Regions from separate parts of the Anas platyrhynchos genome. Here region 1 is linked to region 2. The links are chromatin contacts, called in public Hi-C maps. All regions are on one chromosome and are shown on one strand. Each heading gives the region's core, a stretch centred on a gene start, on an enhancer-like site or on the middle of the called end of the contact. The rest is flanking DNA. Distances are from core to core; before and after follow the strand shown. Region 1 holds the start of MAP4K5 (mitogen-activated protein kinase kinase kinase kinase 5). Region 2 overlaps MAP4K5 (mitogen-activated protein kinase kinase kinase kinase 5).

What was found. Hi-C and Micro-C count contacts between places; a contact is called where the count stands out from the background.
Region 1: a Hi-C map of subcutaneous adipose tissue shows a contact between it and region 2, with 2.2 times the contacts expected there. The contact joins the promoter of MAP4K5 here to the enhancer-like site in region 2. A contact is called at or near these places in 2 of 8 Hi-C or Micro-C datasets (skeletal muscle and subcutaneous adipose tissue).

Annotation. Positions count from the first base shown.
Region 1 is chr5:3,095,248-3,098,918 of IASCAAS_PekinDuck_T2T, reverse strand. MAP4K5 (mitogen-activated protein kinase kinase kinase kinase 5) reads left to right here and starts at 2,109. Exons shown (of 31, transcript XM_072038060.1): 1 at 2,109-2,637. The coding sequence starts at 2,530.
Region 2 is chr5:3,048,995-3,052,587 of IASCAAS_PekinDuck_T2T, reverse strand. MAP4K5 (mitogen-activated protein kinase kinase kinase kinase 5) reads left to right here. Exons shown (of 31, transcript XM_072038060.1): 14 at 68-126; 15 at 1,139-1,203. Among named protein-coding and RNA genes, the nearest start is that of CDKL1, 23 kb to the right of the region's middle. Within about 2 kb of position 1,642, at least 2 of the 8 cell types and tissues checked have an H3K27ac peak or open chromatin away from gene starts, as enhancers often do.

The DNA of each region.
Region 1 (3,671 bases), core at 860-3,359, 46 kb before region 2:
AAATACAGAATGGAAACCAGCGTGTGTGTGCAGGAGGAGATGGCTGGAAGTGTGCAGTGTCAGGCCATGTCTTGGACCGTACACTTCACACAATTCATTTACCTCAATTTTTTTAATCATAAAATGGCTGTAATAACACATTGCTGGTGCTGCTATTATGTATGTACACTTTCCAGAAGCCCTTCCAGCAGGGCCTGGGACCCAGCTGGGGAAGATGGAATAAAGCAGGGATCACGAGGCAGGCTCCGAGTTCACTCTACAGCACTGGCAATGTGCTACAGGAAACTAAACCTCCAGGTGGGACGTGAAGGCTGACCAAGCGAGGGCAAAACAGTGGTCAATAAAGGAGGCTGTGCGTTAAATTGCAGCCATCGGAAGGTCCTTGGATCTGCAGGACGTTTGAGGAGGCCAAGCCTTAATGCACCATCTGCTCCTGGAAAATGAAACGGCCTCTTTTCCTGTGCTGTCTTCTGATGTCTTGACAAGAGCAGAAAGTCAGTGAAATGAGAAGCGGTGCTCGAACCCTTGGCCAAGGGAAAGGGAAAAAAAAAAAAAAAAAAAAAAAAGACACAAACAGCTCGCTATCAGGAGTGCAGGAAGCTAATTTATGGGGGAGAGGTAATTGTTTTGTTAAAAATCGCTGGAGGAAATACAGCTCCCTAAAGGGTAAATAGTTTTTTCTTTTTTTTTTATTTGCTGGGTGTTCAGGAAAACTTACGTATTTATGTTGGAGAGAATATACAGGATGTAGAGAGCTTTCAGAGGACAAGGGGAAATTAAATGCGAATTTCTTTAAGTTAGCAGTCACATGCTTCCCCGCCTCTTTGGAAGCAAGATAGTTTACATTTCGGAGCCTGCTTCTGAAACACACCGTTTCAAACGAGCCCATAAATCAAAACCCAATAAAATCAGATGCGACTGTGCAATTCCCGAGTGGCTGCATAAGTTGTCTTTAGTTTAACCTCAAACAGTCCAATAATCCTAATGAGTTCTGCTGGAGAGCCTGTGTTTTGAAGGGAAAGCTTATGCAATCAGCTGGGCTGGTTCAGGTACGTGCATGTGGCATTTCTAAATGTGCTGAAGCAAGCTAAAAATCCAGACTCCATTTTAAACTGGGAATCAGCACCTAGCTGCTTTGTCCATAGGCTAGATTGGACCTGGTTGGGCTGTCTCCCTGCCAAGGAGGCAGAATTTGTTCTCCAGTAACCGGTCCGGTGTCCTGAACACCAGAAAGGCTCATACATCTGGCATCCATTTACTTTTTTTTTTCTACCTCGCTTTTGCAAACATATTTCCTGCATTGAGTATGTGGTATTTCTTGCACCTAGAAACTCACACCTCCTTTTAGGCCTTAATGATTTTACTGTGCAGCAAAGACTAATGCTAATTCCAGCATCCCTCTACCCTTGCCGCTGCCTTTCGGTTTATTAAATTGTTTCGCACTCAAGAGACTATCGGGGGGGTTTACTCAGAAATTCGGCTGTTTTGCCGAAAATAATTATTCTCCAAAGGCAGAAAGGCAGATACAGCACTCCTGCCACCTCACACTTTCAAAGTGCTTCTGAGTTTGGCAGCCCAAGGAGACGAGCCCCAACAGGCCTCAGCTAATTCTTGTGTGCCTATCATCGCACTGGCTGCCTGTGGTGTTCGATTTGCCCAGGACAGGCGTTATGTGATGATGTGGCTGCGAGGTTACGATCCAGAGCACGAAAATTTGGGAAGCCCTACACTTGTCCCATGTCCTTGGCGTGTGGCAATGGGTGAATTGCCCTCGTCCCTGTGCTGGGAGCTGGGTTTTGCTGTGTGATGAGCCCTGACAGGGGCTCAGGCATCAGCCAGAAGGCTCAGTGCTGTTCAGACAGCAGCATACACAGAGTTTATATAATAAATATATAAGTTTATTTATGTGGTGAATTGAAGCTGGAGGAGAGCCCTCAGCCCCACAAGGCGGGGAGCAGCCAAGCACCGTGCGCTCCCCTCTGGAGGGGCTCACAGCCGCTGCCCCCTCCGGCCTCAGGAGCCTCGGGGAAGGGCCTGAGGGTGCAGGGAAGAGGAGGAGGAGGAGGAGGAGGAGGAAGAGGAGGAGGAGGAGGAGGAGGAGGAGGAGGAGGAGGAGGGCGGGCAGGCAGCGGGCGGCCGCGCTGTGGCGCTGCGGCGTCGCGGCAGGCCCGGCCCGGTGCTGTCCGTCCCGGCCTGGCCCGTCCCGGCGCTGCGTGCGGGAGGAAGAGGAGGAGGAGAAGAAGGACAGGAGGAGGAGGAGGAGGAGGAAGCTGAGGCTCTCGCTCTCCGCCGGGACAAAGGGCCAGCGGGTGCGCAGGCAGGGCCCGGCCCGGCCTCCCCGCGGGCCTCCAGGGGCCGCCCCGCCGCTGCCCCGCCGCCCTTGGGCGCTTTCGGGGCCGGGCTCTGCGGCTCCTCCGCCGGCCTTTGTCCGCCCTCAGCCCCCTTCCCTCAGCCGGAGCCATGCGGGCCAGCGGCTGAAGCCCCCGGGCCGTGAGGCGAGACAAGGGAGGGAAGGGAGGGCCCGCCGCGATGGAGCCTCCGGCTCGGCCGAGCGGGGACATCCTGAGGCGGAACCCGCAGCAGGACTACGAGCTGATCCAGCGGGTGGGCAGCGGCACCTACGGAGATGTCTACAAGGTGAGAAAAGGGCTGTTTTGATTTGTTTTTTTGGTTTTTTTTTGGCCCTCCCCGGGTGTTCCCCCCGGCTGCCCCAGCCGGGCTGGTGCTGGAGGCTCGGGGCCGTGAGGGCTGCGGGCGCCGCTTTTCCGCCTGGCTGCTGGGGAAGGCAGAGGGGATATCGGCTTGCCCTGCCTGTTCCTCGGTTAAAGCACCCGATTAAAAGGGTGCGAGTTTATCCCCGGGGTTAATAATAGCGTGCGGAAAGGCAGAAGCAGATTAGGGCTGGTTAGAGGCAGGGGCTGGGTGAGGGCTCGCTGCTGGAGTCCCAGAGATGCTCCTGGAACTGCAGGTAACCGTGTCTGAAATTTTTAACCACAAATGTGTGAAACAAGAGGCGTAGGCACAGCACGTCCCTTCCTCAGAAAGATGCAAGCCCCTTCTGTAGGCACCAGGGATGCTCAGCGACCTCAGGAGTCGGGCTGCTTGTAAAGAAATCGTTCACGTTTTCGGCCTGTGCCGTGGCAATCCGAATTATCGGGCTTCGTGGGAAGGGCAGCAGTGCTGTTTGGCTTCACACCGCTGCTGAGTGTGTTTTAAATAGACCTGGCACAGCCAAAGGTACAGGAAGAGGTGCTTTATGCTGCCACATGAAAGGCGCAGGTAATTGCCTCGTGCTGGGGGAGGGCTCTTTGCTAATGTTCAAATTGAAGTTTTATAGCTGCGTCCCGTTCCCACCACCCCTTTGAAATGGTTGCTCGTGGCCTCGGGGAGTTATTTTTAACAGTTTTCACCGTGCCGAATATTTACCTTCTTATTTTCCTAGAGCGCCGCGCACGGATCAGTCAGCTGCTCCGCTAGGGAACCTGGCCCCAAATGCCCCAAAAGGACGTTTCGGGTGTCCTAAATCTGAAGCTCAGCGCGCCTTCAGCTAGCGTGTTGGGGCACAGCACGGGGCAGCCCGATGAGAAATGACGAGCTGTGTCGCAGGGAAATGTTTTCGTGCCATCCCTTTGCTCTCCGTGGGGAAAAAAAAAGAAATATTCTGCTTTTCA
Region 2 (3,593 bases), core at 393-2,892:
AGTAAGCATCGAAAGGACATTAGCAGAATGTTGCGTGTATTAAAGTTGACCATGTAATGTTTTGTAGTTGATAAGCTCCAGTTTGAGCCCCCTCTACGGAAAGAAACTGAAGCTCGGGATGAAATGGTAAGGACAAGTTTGTTTTTTCCTTCCTTTACTAAAATCATAGCACCTTCATTGTTTTGTGGTTCAACTCTAACTAATTTAAGTCTGAAGTACAGAGTCATGAGAAGGCTACTCTTGGTCCCTGGACAATTGAAACATTTTTAAGAAAATGAATTGCCCTCTATGCTTTGTGCAGGGAGTCACGCTCAGATGAGAAAAACAGCAAGTGCCAATTAATTTGATAATGTGGAGAGGCTGTTCTGCATTTGAGTCCCTGATCTTACCATCATCAGCTTATTTGCTGCTTGTTTCTTGGAACCCAGCCAACTTGCATGCAGACTTTTTGCCCCCTGTGAGCTGCTGCTGTTTATTCCAGTTCTCAGCAGTTTACTTCAGATCAGCTAATTAACGTTCTTTTGGGTCAGTGTGTGACTGTTTGAAAGGGCTCCATTTTTTAGTAAGTGTTGTGAATACCAACAGCTGCCATTAATTTTGATTTGGAGAAATCTGTGCTCAGCGTTCCAGAAAAATCCCAGTCCTATTTTTTTTAAAGCTGTGCTCGAGTTCACCAGGTGGTTACAAGTTCATCTTATTTGCATGTGATTTCAGAGACTTGTACATGTTGTTACTGATGAGGTCCCCTTGGTACAGTGGCAGGAATGCCCCCAGCCTTTCCTGACAGTATTTCATACGAGTTTGGAGGTAGCTGCACTATGTTCTCTTGCTGGAGGAGTGTCTTGGAAGTGCCCCGAGTGGAAAATCCTTACTGAGTTTTCACCATAAGTTTTTGCTTTCATGTTATTTAATGTTACTTGATACTGGCATTATACCATTTCCAGATGCTGCTTTTCACTCTGAATCTAAGAAGAAAATATCTTTTCGATAATTGTTTTGTAACTATATTTTAAAACATTACCTCACTTAGGAATTTTATTTATTGCTAATGGGTCGTTCTGGGAATCTCCCAGGCTTCTTCATGTGCTGTGAATTCAGTTTGATAGGAAAAAAAAAATGAAAATCTCTGCGTCCTCAGGTGGTGGCAGCTGGCAATGACTTTGCTTCACATTGGAATCCTTTTGTTGAAGGTGGAAGCAGCAGGTAAGTACAGAGTTTTAAAACATCTTGTATTTCTGTGACTTAATGTGAAAATATAGTCTGAAAGAAATAAATTGAGGTGGAAAATCCAACCTTAAGCCCAAATTTATATTTAATATTTATGAAATCAAAGGAGTTTTTACCCAGTTTTCAGTCATCCTTCTACTGTTGGTTGGTCATTGTCTTGGAGACTGGATTTTAATCTCTTTTAATGATGAACAGTAGTTTATTTTAAATTTATTGTAGCTCCCAGTTGCAGATGGAAAGCAAAGCATACACTTATGTCTGCCATGCTGAAATAACATTGCCAAAGCCAGTTTTCTGAAGCAAAATCAGAAACCTTGCAAGGGCTGAGTTCAAGATCCTGCACTACCCTTGCACGTCTCTTGTGAGCCACTTCTGTAGTTGTGACATCCTGTGGCAAGTATTTTCGCAGTGCTGGAGGTCAGGCCTTTGCCAGTAAGCGAAGGAGAAACCGCTTCTGAAGATCTAGTGGTGCGACTGCTGCTGTGGGTGTCTGCTTAGCACAATCTGTAATAACAGCTATGTAGTGTTAAGGGATGCAGTGTTTCAGGCAAAGATGCCCTCAAACTGATTTCCTCTGGGTTAAAGCAGGCCTGATGTAAGGGAGCACAACCGTGTCCAAGTTAGGACTGAATTTACCATGTATGTGGCTTCCTTTTGCTGCAAACTACCAGATTCTGCCTTTAAAGGCAACCTTTGAATTTGTGTTGAGTGATATGAATGTTTAGTAACAGCGATGCACATATGTAGGGAAAGATGGTATTTCAGTTCAAATAATTGCTAAGCTAAAAGAGTCTCTTTCCCATCTTTATTTGGAACCGAGCAGCACGCAGTAAATTTCTTTGGCTTTTTTGCAGATAAAGTCTTGCATAAGCTGTCAGCTGACACTCCAGTCCCCTGGAAGGCTGACCTTGTCATGTAGATTGCTAGTGTTTGGGTCTTTTTAAGTTCAACCCATTTTTCTTTTCTCACTGTCATCGTAGTAAAAGTTCAGGGTGGCTTTCTAGACCTTGCCTTTCTCTGTCCAGTAATGACAGTGGCTTCTTTCCTTCCTTTATTCATGTTTTTTTGCTTGTGTGACCCTGATGAACTAAAAGATTGCAAGCCTTTCTCATGAGTGGTGAGTTTTGTGCAGACAGCTGGAATCTGCAGGGTCGAAGAGCAGGGAGGGAGGCAAGCTCTGATTTCTCATCTTCATATCCTCCCTGCAAAGCGACTTACTGCTTTAATTCTGTTCCTGTCCCATTATTAAGATTGTCCATTCCAACCTATATTGCAGAAGGAATGTAGCTGTAGCAAACGTTGCTAGGGCTATGAATTTGTAAATAGATACAGATTGAGTACACAAGCTCTCTGATTGAAAGGAGAAGAGTCATAAAACTTCTGGATGGTCAGTCTGTGCCGCTCACTTGGAATCCACTTCCAGTTTAAAAAGATAAACAGGAAATGCATAGCTCCTCTGTCCCCAGCAAGTCAGAATAACACCAGGGATGTAAAGAGAGGATGCGTGCTGCGGGGAGACGGACAGCCAGACTTGCTTTTCATGTCCTTTGGCTTTTATCAGAGTAATGGCGATTGTTATGTTTGACTTGGGAATCGTTTCAGTGGAAAGAGGCATACCAGAAATTGTGCCTGAAGATGGAACGGACTGGTTGGCTCTTTCCGTCCTTATTGTAGCATTTTAAAATGACTTTCTGTATAGATTTTCTGTATTATAGAGGTGGTTTTTTGCTGATGGGTAGGCTTTTATTTAGTAGCTGCTTTTCCTTCAAAACAAATAAATGGTAGGGGAATTGTAGAGCAATCCATGTTTGCTTGGGTTAGTTTTTGGGTAATATGTTTTGATTTTCCCATTAGCTACCCCTGTAGCCATTCCTCACTGGGTGACGTGTGCTGTGGGACACGGAAGGATGTGTGTGGTGGTGTGGGATTTGGGGGTGTCTGCACTGGAGGCTGACTTGTCTGCAGAGTCTTGGATTGCACCAGGCTTCTGGAGAACCGAGACAGCCAGCCTGCAACCTTTTGTTGGCTTTGGAGGAAAAGTTCCTGCTGTTATGTCTGTGCCTTGAGCATACAACACTCAAGGAAGCAATTTTCCACTATTTCTTCTTTGTAAAGGCTTTTCTCCTTTTGTAACTTCCTCAGGTTTCCTTTTTTTTTTTTTTTTGTTGGTTCTATTATTAGGCATTTCAGCAATATTTAAAATACCACGTAGGAAGAGGAAAGATTAGCTGATGGTATCTAGTGTGGAAGAGAGCTGAAATGATTCTTTGGGGGTGGGGGGTGAGGGAGGGAGGGAAAGGAAGCGACTGTGCTGAATTGAAAAGGGCTTAATGCAGCAAGAGAGAAGCACTGTGTTTTGTAAAGGG